Linked DNA regions of Acanthopagrus latus: regions 2 and 3 are each linked to region 1. Evidence: chromatin contacts called from public Hi-C data. All regions are on one chromosome and are shown on one strand. Each heading gives the region's core, a stretch centred on a gene start, on an enhancer-like site or on the middle of the called end of the contact. The rest is flanking DNA. Distances are from core to core; before and after follow the strand shown.

Region 1 (3,181 bases), core at 251-2,750:
AGTTGCAGCTAAGGAAACTTATCTCCATGACAACCAGCGGTTGTGGTGGTGGAGGACGTGGGCGTGTCCTGACCCCCCCTATCATCTAACCTAACTGGCCCTTATAGTCCTATGGAGGTGTGTTTACCCTGTACATACCTTCAACCACACTGCTGACAACAATGAGCACCAAGTCTTTCCCACACACACACTCACTCACACACACACACACACACACACACACACACACTCAGGGCTTCAGAGTGCGTCGTGGCAACCTGGTGTGGCAACACACACGCACACAGGAATAGCATCAGGGAGCTACATGTGGCCCTGCGCTGTTTTGACTGTAGGGCCTTGACATTTTTAAAGGCTCTGTGTGTGTTTCTGTTGCGTTGCGATGCGATGAAGCCCCTCAGGGACAAATATGCGAGTCCCTCGTTCTCCAGAGCCACTGATGTTCAAACATGCCTTTGACTTCCTCCATCAATCTTGGTGCCGGGCCATGGCCAGCCGTTACAAGCAGGAAGTTTACTATGATGTGAGTTCCAGTTCGGTTTACGAACCCCTGACCTGGTTCTGAATGTTATGAGGCCAAAGAGAAAAGCAGTTTTGTTTGGTTAACACAAACAGCTCAAGTGAACAGGTTATGATAAGCTCTGAAAGTTGTTAAAAGTAGTGAAAACTTATTTTTGGCTGCAACTAATGTCCTGTTGATGTCCTTGAATAACTGATTAAACATTTTCTCTCTAAAATACTGAAATATATATCTGATATAAATGAGATAATAAATGTAAAGTGTGTGGATCCAGGAGGACGACTGAGCATTACCAAGTGGTGCCCGAGCCACACAACCTCTTCTCCACTGTGGTGACCTGGGAGAGAACACACAAGATAATTAGCAGTAAAAAAGAAAATATCAGAATGAAATGAGTCATCATAGTAAAACAAAAATGGAGGAGAAATGTTCAGAGCAACTTTAGTGTACCTCAAGCCACATCAAAGGTACAATACTACTACTACTACTACTACTACTACTACTACTAATAATAATAATAATAGTAATAATAATAATGATAATAAACTTTATTGACATGGCACCTTTAAAACAGTGTTTACGAAGTACTTTGACAATCAAAGCAAATAGTTTAAGCTAAGTTTAAAACAGGAAGGCAGAATACAAATTGTAAAAATGCAAAAAAAATCAAAAAAGGAAGGTGAAGGTAAGAACTATAAACAAATAAGTCATCTTGGAGCATTAAAAGTATTAAAGGATGTAAAGAAGGATGACTTGACATAAAAACAAGTCTGTATTAATCATCTAATCAGAGCTCTGGATCGATGCAGCAGCTCTCATCATGAGGAAATAATGTGCCTGCACACACAAAACAACAATAGAGGATTTAATTGGCCCATTTCGCACTGTCCCTAATATTGACCAATTACAGACGCGAGTGGGCGGGGCTTGACATACGCTTTTTTCCTCTTCTTCTTCTTGTACTTCTTCAGTTTGTCCGGTGGCAGAAGGAGGGGTGTGTGTTGTTGTCGGTTGCTGCTGGGGACAGGCGGAGCTGCCAGGGTCGGTGAAAGTACTGTCGAGTAGCAACAAGACTTCTTCGGTTCTGAACAACTCGAACCAAGAAAAAACAAAAAAAAGTACCGGCCCGAGAAACACACAGGTGAGTTTTCATGTTTTCAGCTAACTTTTTTGCTGCGCGTGCGGTGGGCGCCAAAGTTGTATTTTCACTCCGCCTGGTGTTGTGCCAGATTGTGTGTCCCCGTCAAATCGGAGTCTGTCAGTTGAGTTCACATGGGAAGAGATGCCGGGGAGGAAGCGCTAACCTGCTAGCTAACGTTAGCCGCTTTTTGAGCGCTGGAGTTAGTTACGTGTTGGCGACGGACGAGGTGTAAAAGTGACGAGGTGCTTCATGTGTAAAGCGCTTGTGTCTTATTTAGTCTCTCGGACTGTCTTTTATATTAGTGGAGTAATTTCTTTGGGTGTTTGCCTGACAGCGGTACCGGCTAGCAGGCGGACCGACTAGCCCAGCAAACTTAGCTTGCGAGAGTAGCAGCCGAACTCGAGCCACGTTTCATAGAGTTTCTCCTCGTCACTTTCCTGAAAGATTGCATTTCCCCCCCAGTTCTTACTCGCTTGAGTGAGTGAGCGGTATGAAATCCTCTGGAGCTCTGGTTTGCTTCAAAGTTATAACAGTTTAACAACTTTTTTTTTTTGAAACCGCAATCACTGCATCCTACACAGGGAGGCTGACATCAGTGGACTGCTCTCAGACTGGCAGGTGGTTTTGAAACTGAATATGATTTGTTTCCTCTCCAGTCTTCTGATGTGGGGATTTCTCAGCCTGTCTAACTGGTCGACAGATCCACATCAGCCCCGGTTCAGTTGCATGTTGTAAATGCCAGACAGCCGCAGCAGCAGCTGTTTCTTTCTCTTCTCTTGACGCGAGTTGCCAATGAGTGTCTCTCGTTTTTGCCCCATGGGGTTGTTACTGGAGTACATGCTTACATTACAGCTCAACAACAGCAGCACATTCATTCAGTCTGTTGTTATGAGTCACTGCAGTGATGAGGTGGAGGTGGTGGTACCCTGCAAATTCAGAAAAGTTGATCACGACTAAAGTCTTTCCAAGAACTGGTCCAAAAGTCCAAAGCATTCATTTTTTGCGAAGATTCAGAATGTTTTGAGTCGACCGGGAAGTAATGTTGGTGTTTTGTCGTGTATAATCAGATATGGAATGACTGGTTGATTTGGGAATCTTGCAGTGAAGCAGCTCTTTGAGGAGATAGTAGTCAGACAGATGAGGACGACTACTGTCGACCCCTCACGTGTCCTACACTCTCAGTATGAGCTGCTTCCATCCATTCAACATAACCGGGTCCCAGTTTAATATAAGAGAAGATACCAGGAAAAAAACTCACTCATTCCCATATCAGTGAATCTCCTAAACTGAGGCCATGAGGCAGAGGTATGATGAGGGCGAGGGGTGGAATGTATTTGGCACTCACTGTATTGTTTGCACTTGTCTTATGTACTCGTGTCTGTTGACGTATGTACTCAGGACAAATAAATCAGTCTTGAAGTGTGAAACGCAGGGAGGGACGCAGTCAGCCAGGCAATAAAAGGGGTCTTAAAACATGTCATGACAACAAAATTTGTAACACACATTCACCCCTGAAACCAGCT
Region 2 (3,181 bases), core at 405-2,904, 180 kb after region 1:
ACCTTGGCAGCTATTCATTTATTTGTAATCCCATTTATTCCCATATTCATTCCAACAAGACGAAACTTTCTATTCAAAAACCACAAAACTACCCACGTGTTAGACCAGCTCAGTTCAGTCTCTCACCCAGCTTCAGCACGACTTTTGGAGGTTAGCTAGTTCAGGAGTTCCCAGCATCCTAACGAATTCAAATTTCATTTGGACTTGCACACAGTCGTTACCTAAGAAATTCAAAATGAACGTGTAATTCTGGAAAACGCCAGTAAGAGTAATTAACGCGAACATGACAGGAGCGGGAGGAAACACCCTATAAATGCTGCAATTATCTTCGTTAGTCTGAACTTCTGAACATTTTTAAACACGTAACTATCACGTTATACCATTTTAAAGCAGGTTGTATCATAGTTAACCGAGCTAACAGCTAGCCCTGCACCCCCAGTCGTGGCTAAACGTCAATATGGGAACCACTGAACTAGCTAACCGGTTGGTCGGCTAGTTAGCACTGCACCACAGACAAAGAAAATGAGGTTAGCTGGCAAGCTAACACGCTAACCAAGCAAATAGAAACGCCGGACTTCGCCTAAATAGGAGCGTAGTTATCACTTCTTAACGTTGACTAGATCTAACAACATTAGATAATGAAATGATAACGTTAACCTTTAAGGACTGGACTATCGGTGGAAAAATGATTAGCTAACCAAGGTGGTGACCGATGCTAGCGCTAAGTTAGCTACCCGGCTAACTGTTTCAGTTTGTGGCTAACGCTCGCTAGTCAAGTGAGGTCACGGTATCTAGCTCAACATGGACGCTGCTGTGCGGTTACGCATTCAAATTGAGTCTCTCCCAGCCGGCTCCCTCCCGCGGTAGCATTAGCGCTAACGTTATATAGCAAAAACCGACACCCAGCCACAGACCATCCAGCCAGTCACATTATTCCAGAGCAAACGGAGCCGACTCACCCTCTGTAGCCTGGTCCCCGGGCTCACCATCCTCCGCCTCGATTTTCTCCATGTCGTCCACATCTCCCTTGAGCATGGGATCCATCTCGTCGTCCTCTTCCCCGTCCGCGTCCTCTTCCCCCTCACCCATCTCCTCGTCCTCGGCAACGCCATCACCGTCGCCTCCATTTTCCGGCTCCTCTTCCTCCTCCTCCTCTTCTTCTTCTTCCTCCTCGTCTTCGTTGGCTTCCATGCTTTCTTCTATCGGGCCATCATCGCCCTCTTCTTCCTCGCCCATGCCCTCCTGGTCGGCGGCCTGCTCGCTCCCCGCGGCTTGCTGGTCCAGCGGAGAGACCAGGGCCTCGTCGTCCAAGGCGGCCTGCAGGCGGTCCATCAGCTCGGCCTTCAGCCCCTTATCCGAAAGATTCCGCTTCTTCAGCTCGTCTTTCAGCTCGTTCACTTTCAGCTTCTTGACGTTAATTGAGCTCATCGTGACGGGAACAAAAAAATGTAAGGAAAGATTCACAGAACAGGACGATAAATAAATAACTGGACGCACTTTTGTTTTAACGGATGGTAGCTGAAATCTGCGCCAAATGGCAGCCGCGCTGTCCGACCAATCTCTCACCGGCGAAGGAGCTGCACTGAGCGGCCGTGTGGGGGAGGAGGCTGACGTCACCGGCCGTAATTACCCAGAGAGCACCGCAGCAGCGCCGACCATCTGTCACCGGCTTTATAACAGCGGAGCGACGTGTGCAGGAGAGGAGGGCCAGGATGGAGCTCAGCGCGTATTTATCCGCATAATCAATGTCTTTGATTATAAATGTGAGAATAAAGGTTTATTATAGGACACCAGGGGCTGTTTCAGAGTCAGAACCAGAACCAGAATAATTTATTCATGTTTTTGTTACATGTGCTCAGTGGAAAGTAGAAACAGAAATGCAACATGAATGGAAACAAGAGATGAAGATAAAGATATAAATAAAATATTAAAGTAGACAATAAAATAACATAATAAAGTCGACAATCTGGAAATATATAAAATATATAAATATATTGACAAACAAACATATAAACATACATACAAACATATATACAAACACATATACAAGGGTTAAATCACAAGTTAAGATAAGATATCATATCAATTCTTTGGACAACTGCCAGTATTTCTTTATTGTTCCACAAATAGGGAAATTTGTTTGCCGCAGCAGCCAAAGGACAGAACCCTAACATTACAAAATAACCCCAATAACAATGGTTAAAAATCAACAATATCATTAAAAAGGTAAGAAATAGAATAGACACGTTTATACATATAAATATGGTTCAAAATTGATTATAAACACGTGCAAAACATAAGGCACGTGCAAACATAAGACCCAAGGGGTGTTTGAGCCCCTGCTCTTTTTGCCTCATATTAAAAAATGCCCCTTTTGTGTCTTTTTTAATGAATAAATGATTTCCTGTTATGCAAAATCATTTCCTTGTTACACAGTGTTGAGAGAGAAGCTGCCTCGTGGAGAACTCCACCACACATAACACTGCTGTTCCTACTGACACTCACAGTACTCATTTCTTGGTTTTGTCACATTTTTAGGCGTTTGCCCTGCAATAAATAGCCTATTAATAACCCAGTGTTTCATTGCTTTTTAAGAACTGCAGTTGAATTTCATGTCTGCCAAACCTCAGTATCATGATAATGTGAATAAACTCATGATGACAGTAATTTGTTGACACAAAATAAATGGTAATCACGTATCGCTCACAGCTACACAGGATATACAGCTACGTAGTTCGCTTTCTATAAGTACTTTGTTTATTAATTTTGCATTAATTAATCTACATATTGTTATTGAGGCCTGAAAACAATGACTGTCCTTCTCTGACTTTGAGCCCCTGCCTCTCTATAATCATGTGCACGTCCCTGGTAAACACTGATATAATAATATTAAATTCAAACTCTTCCTACAGTGATGTTTTTACAGCATTATAACACTGACTGCATGTTTGCACGCTCATGTCAGCAGCTTTGTGTGACTCCTCTGCTGTGAGCAGACTGATGTCATGTAGGAGAAGTTAGCAAACATTATAACAGCCTCCTTCTCCTCCTCTCTCCTCATCCTCTCTCCTCCTCTTCTCGCCTCCTTCTCCTCCTCTCTCCTCATCCTCTCTCCTCCTCTTCTCTCCTCCTCTCTCCTCCTCTCTCCTCCTCTCTCCTCCTCTTCTCTCCTCCTCTCTCC
Region 3 (3,181 bases), core at 202-2,701, 160 kb after region 1:
TATCATCTTACCACCAAAAACAAAAAAGAAAAGGGAGGCTGAATGCACAAGCCAAACAACAGATATAAAGACAATATTGCTTACCCCAGTCCAGAAACTCGGTGATGTTCTTCTCTCTCCTGAGCGGGGAGTTGTTGCACTCATCGTAGAGACACACCAGGATATCCAGCAGCGTCTCCACACTCAGGCACTGGCCATTAGACTGAGCTGGCCCGTCCAGGATCAGCTTCTCCAGCTTCTTCAAACGCACCTCTCCCGACATGATTATTCCGGCTTGTTGGTTTTTGAACTAATGATGGTGGTGATGAAGGAGGTGGTGGTGGTGGTGGGGAAGAGGGCAGACACCTCCTCGGCCTGTTTAGTTAGCACAGAGGGGCCTGTAAAAAAATAAGTTCTCTCACCTTGAATACGTCTCAAAAATGATAATAAAAACTTTGAGTTGAGGGGAAGGCCGGCGGCTAATGCCTCGTTAAAATCGGCCTATTCATGATCTCCCTCTCGAGATCCAGTATCTAAGAGGTGGATAAGACATGTAGCACTTCCCCATTTTATAATACCTATCCCCACAGGGCATATACGAAAAGAAGTAGTCACAATTACAGACCCTGGCTGCTCCGGGCCGGTGGATTTTTTTTTGATGAAATCCCAGCGTTAGCTTGCAGTTTTCTGGTCTTCTCCGCTCGGGGAAATGTATACAAAAAAAGATGGAGTCGATGCTGTTTCAACAGATCCCCCTGAGTTGTTGTGGCGGATATTTGGGACTCTCCATTCTTGCAGCAACCCAAAAATGCAAGGCAGATCTGCAATGCTACAAAGCCCCAGCGCCCCTCCTCTGCTCCAGGAATGGAAGGGCGACACAGGCTTAGTTAGCAGCCTGCTAGGTTAGCTATTTAGCTAGCCAGCGAGCTAACGTTAACGTTACTTTTCCCCGTTCCTAACTGCCATCGTTGCTCCTTTTCTCCCAGGAGTTGACGTACAATCTCTCACAGTGTTGTCGGAGCTTAACTGATTTTTTATTTATTTTTATTTGTTTGCTATGTTTCCATCCAACTGTGGGAAGAAAAAAAAATATTCCCTTGTTTTCTCAACTCAATGCTGGCACAAATGTTCTTTAAATCCCAAATCTTCGTCCAGAAACCAAAACGTCTCTTTTTCTTCACAGTTGTTCAAACCGACGGTTAGTTACAGTTCAAGAGTTCCAGTAAGTTAGCCGTTAAAAAGAAAAAAAGAAAAACAATATGCGGGTCCTTTCTCTGTGAAGGTTACTGAGGAGCTCGTTTCACGTCAAGAGGAAAAGCTGTAGTCTAGTCTCGCTTATTCCAAATACGGGACACAGCCTAAACTCCCTCTGTCCTTCCCGTCGCCTGCTGCCTCCCCCGCCGGTCGGTCGCTTCTTGCCGTCTCTGCACAGTCAAGCTACCAGCGAAGCCTGCCGCCAGAGTCTCACGTAGGGAAAGAGCGCCGAGCAGACAGCGCTAACAGCAACGCCGCGGTGGATTGTGGGAAAAGTCGGGCCTGGTCGTGAAGTATGAATGGGATGGGGGGAAAATGTCAGTTGGCTCGCGAGGTTGCTCATAACACGCTAAAAACACAAAGTTTGAATCTAGTTACAAAACTCTACATATTTCTAGCTGGTTGAGAATGTCTCAGCTGTAAGGCTGAACGTTAAACGTCGACTTATTTTATATTTTTTCCCCCCAGCTTTCACGCATGCGTAGAACGCCGAATCCCTCCGAATCGGCCATCTTTGCTGCGCCGCAGCGTGAATCCGCCCATTGCTCTACAGCCAGCAGCCCATCTCCCCTGGCGTTGTAGCAACTCTGTTCGCTGCTGCAGGCAAAATCCCAGATCATCATCATGGCGCCCGGCACAGCATCTGCTGTGGTGCGGGAGGGGATGGAGGTGCTGGAGGGTGGAGGGGGTGGAGGGAGGCTGTCAATATTGTGAATGGAAACTGCGGGTTGTCTGTCAGTCTGCTGGTGACGTGGTGCGGAGCGGACACGTTTTCTCCTCCAGACAGGAATAATAATGACTGCTGCTGTCTCTTTAATTGACTGCAGAGCAATATGTGCATGCAGATAAACCTGTGTGGAGGCAACCATCAGTGTGATAGTTTACCTTTGAGTGAGTGTTCCAAATGCATACATTTACACAATTCTGACATTTTATTTTATTGGAGTTTATGGCACCTCAGTTACAAGCTGAGTATCTTGTGCATGTGTGATCACAGCTACCTGAGGTCCCAACAGGCCTTCTGACTCATATATAATGACATATTTTCACATTTCACATTTACTTGACTGCGTTTTCCATCCGTCAGCGTCAAGGTGTGTTCACCTGCGTCAACCTCCCGGACTGCTCTCACAGGTTTGGAGGAGTTTGTAATGCCGAGAGTAAACTCTCTAAGACAAACAGGCCTGTAGGTCAGAGTGAGTCAGATATTTGCTATATGCACAGATCCCTGAATAAGACTTGAACACAGAAGTTGAATCACACAGACAGGTGTCAGTCAGTCAGACTATCTGCAGGTGGAGGCTGATTTGCACTCTTCTGTCTGTTCTAATAAACCTGTTGGAGTGGCTAATAACAAACTGTAAGAAAACAATCATAGTCATGCATTTCATGTGATCACATGAATCATGAAAGCACAGAGCAAAGACGGGTATTTTACAGTGTCACACTTTAAATGCTTTAATTCTTGCTGGGAAACGTCCCATCCTTTTGAAGTGAGGCGCTTATCTCTGCTCAAAGTACATCTATTAATGATTAACGGCCCTCGTAGCAACTGAGTCTTAGGGAGGCGGGGGAGGCAGACATAGAGGCCTTGTGTTTTTGAGCCTGTCATGCCGCACGACATGAAAGAATAAGCTTCTATATTTGAGAAAATATTCAAATGTACGTCTCGCTGCAGAGCCGGGGAGAAGAAAAAAAAGGCACAAAAACGAGCTGTGATGAAATGAGCACACAGAGAACAGCCCAGCCTGCAAGATGTGTCCAATAAAACAGATTTTGATGGTGACCGAGTGTAATTTGAAGCATACTGCGTTGGCATGAATGTTTATCAGAAACAGCTACACCACAGTTTATATAGTCAGACCACTCAGAGATGATGGATTGTCTGGTTTTTGAAAATACATTGTGTGTTAAAGCACACAGTCCACAGCGTACGACAACACAACAA

Evidence for each region. A called contact is a pair of places that touch in the nucleus more often than the background predicts.
Region 2: a Hi-C map of muscle shows a contact between it and region 1, with 3 times the contacts expected there. The contact joins the promoter of hnrnpub here to the promoter of fam49a in region 1. A contact is called at or near these places in 2 of 4 Hi-C or Micro-C datasets (liver and muscle).
Region 3: a contact with region 1 is called in a Hi-C map of muscle, with 3 times the contacts expected there. The contact joins the promoter of cdc42bpab here to the promoter of fam49a in region 1. A contact is called at or near these places in 2 of 4 Hi-C or Micro-C datasets (liver and muscle).

What each region holds. Positions count from the first base shown.
Region 1 is chr22:24,178,624-24,181,804 of fAcaLat1.1, forward strand. fam49a (protein FAM49A) reads left to right here and starts at 1,501. Exons shown (of 12, transcript XM_037085661.1): 1 at 1,501-1,658.
Region 2 is chr22:24,356,559-24,359,739 of fAcaLat1.1, forward strand. hnrnpub (heterogeneous nuclear ribonucleoprotein Ub) reads right to left here and starts at 1,655. Exons shown (of 14, transcript XM_037086038.1): 1 at 960-1,655. The coding sequence starts at 1,428.
Region 3 is chr22:24,335,353-24,338,533 of fAcaLat1.1, forward strand. cdc42bpab (serine/threonine-protein kinase MRCK alpha) reads right to left here and starts at 1,452. Exons shown (of 43, transcript XM_037085643.1): 1 at 85-1,452. The coding sequence starts at 262.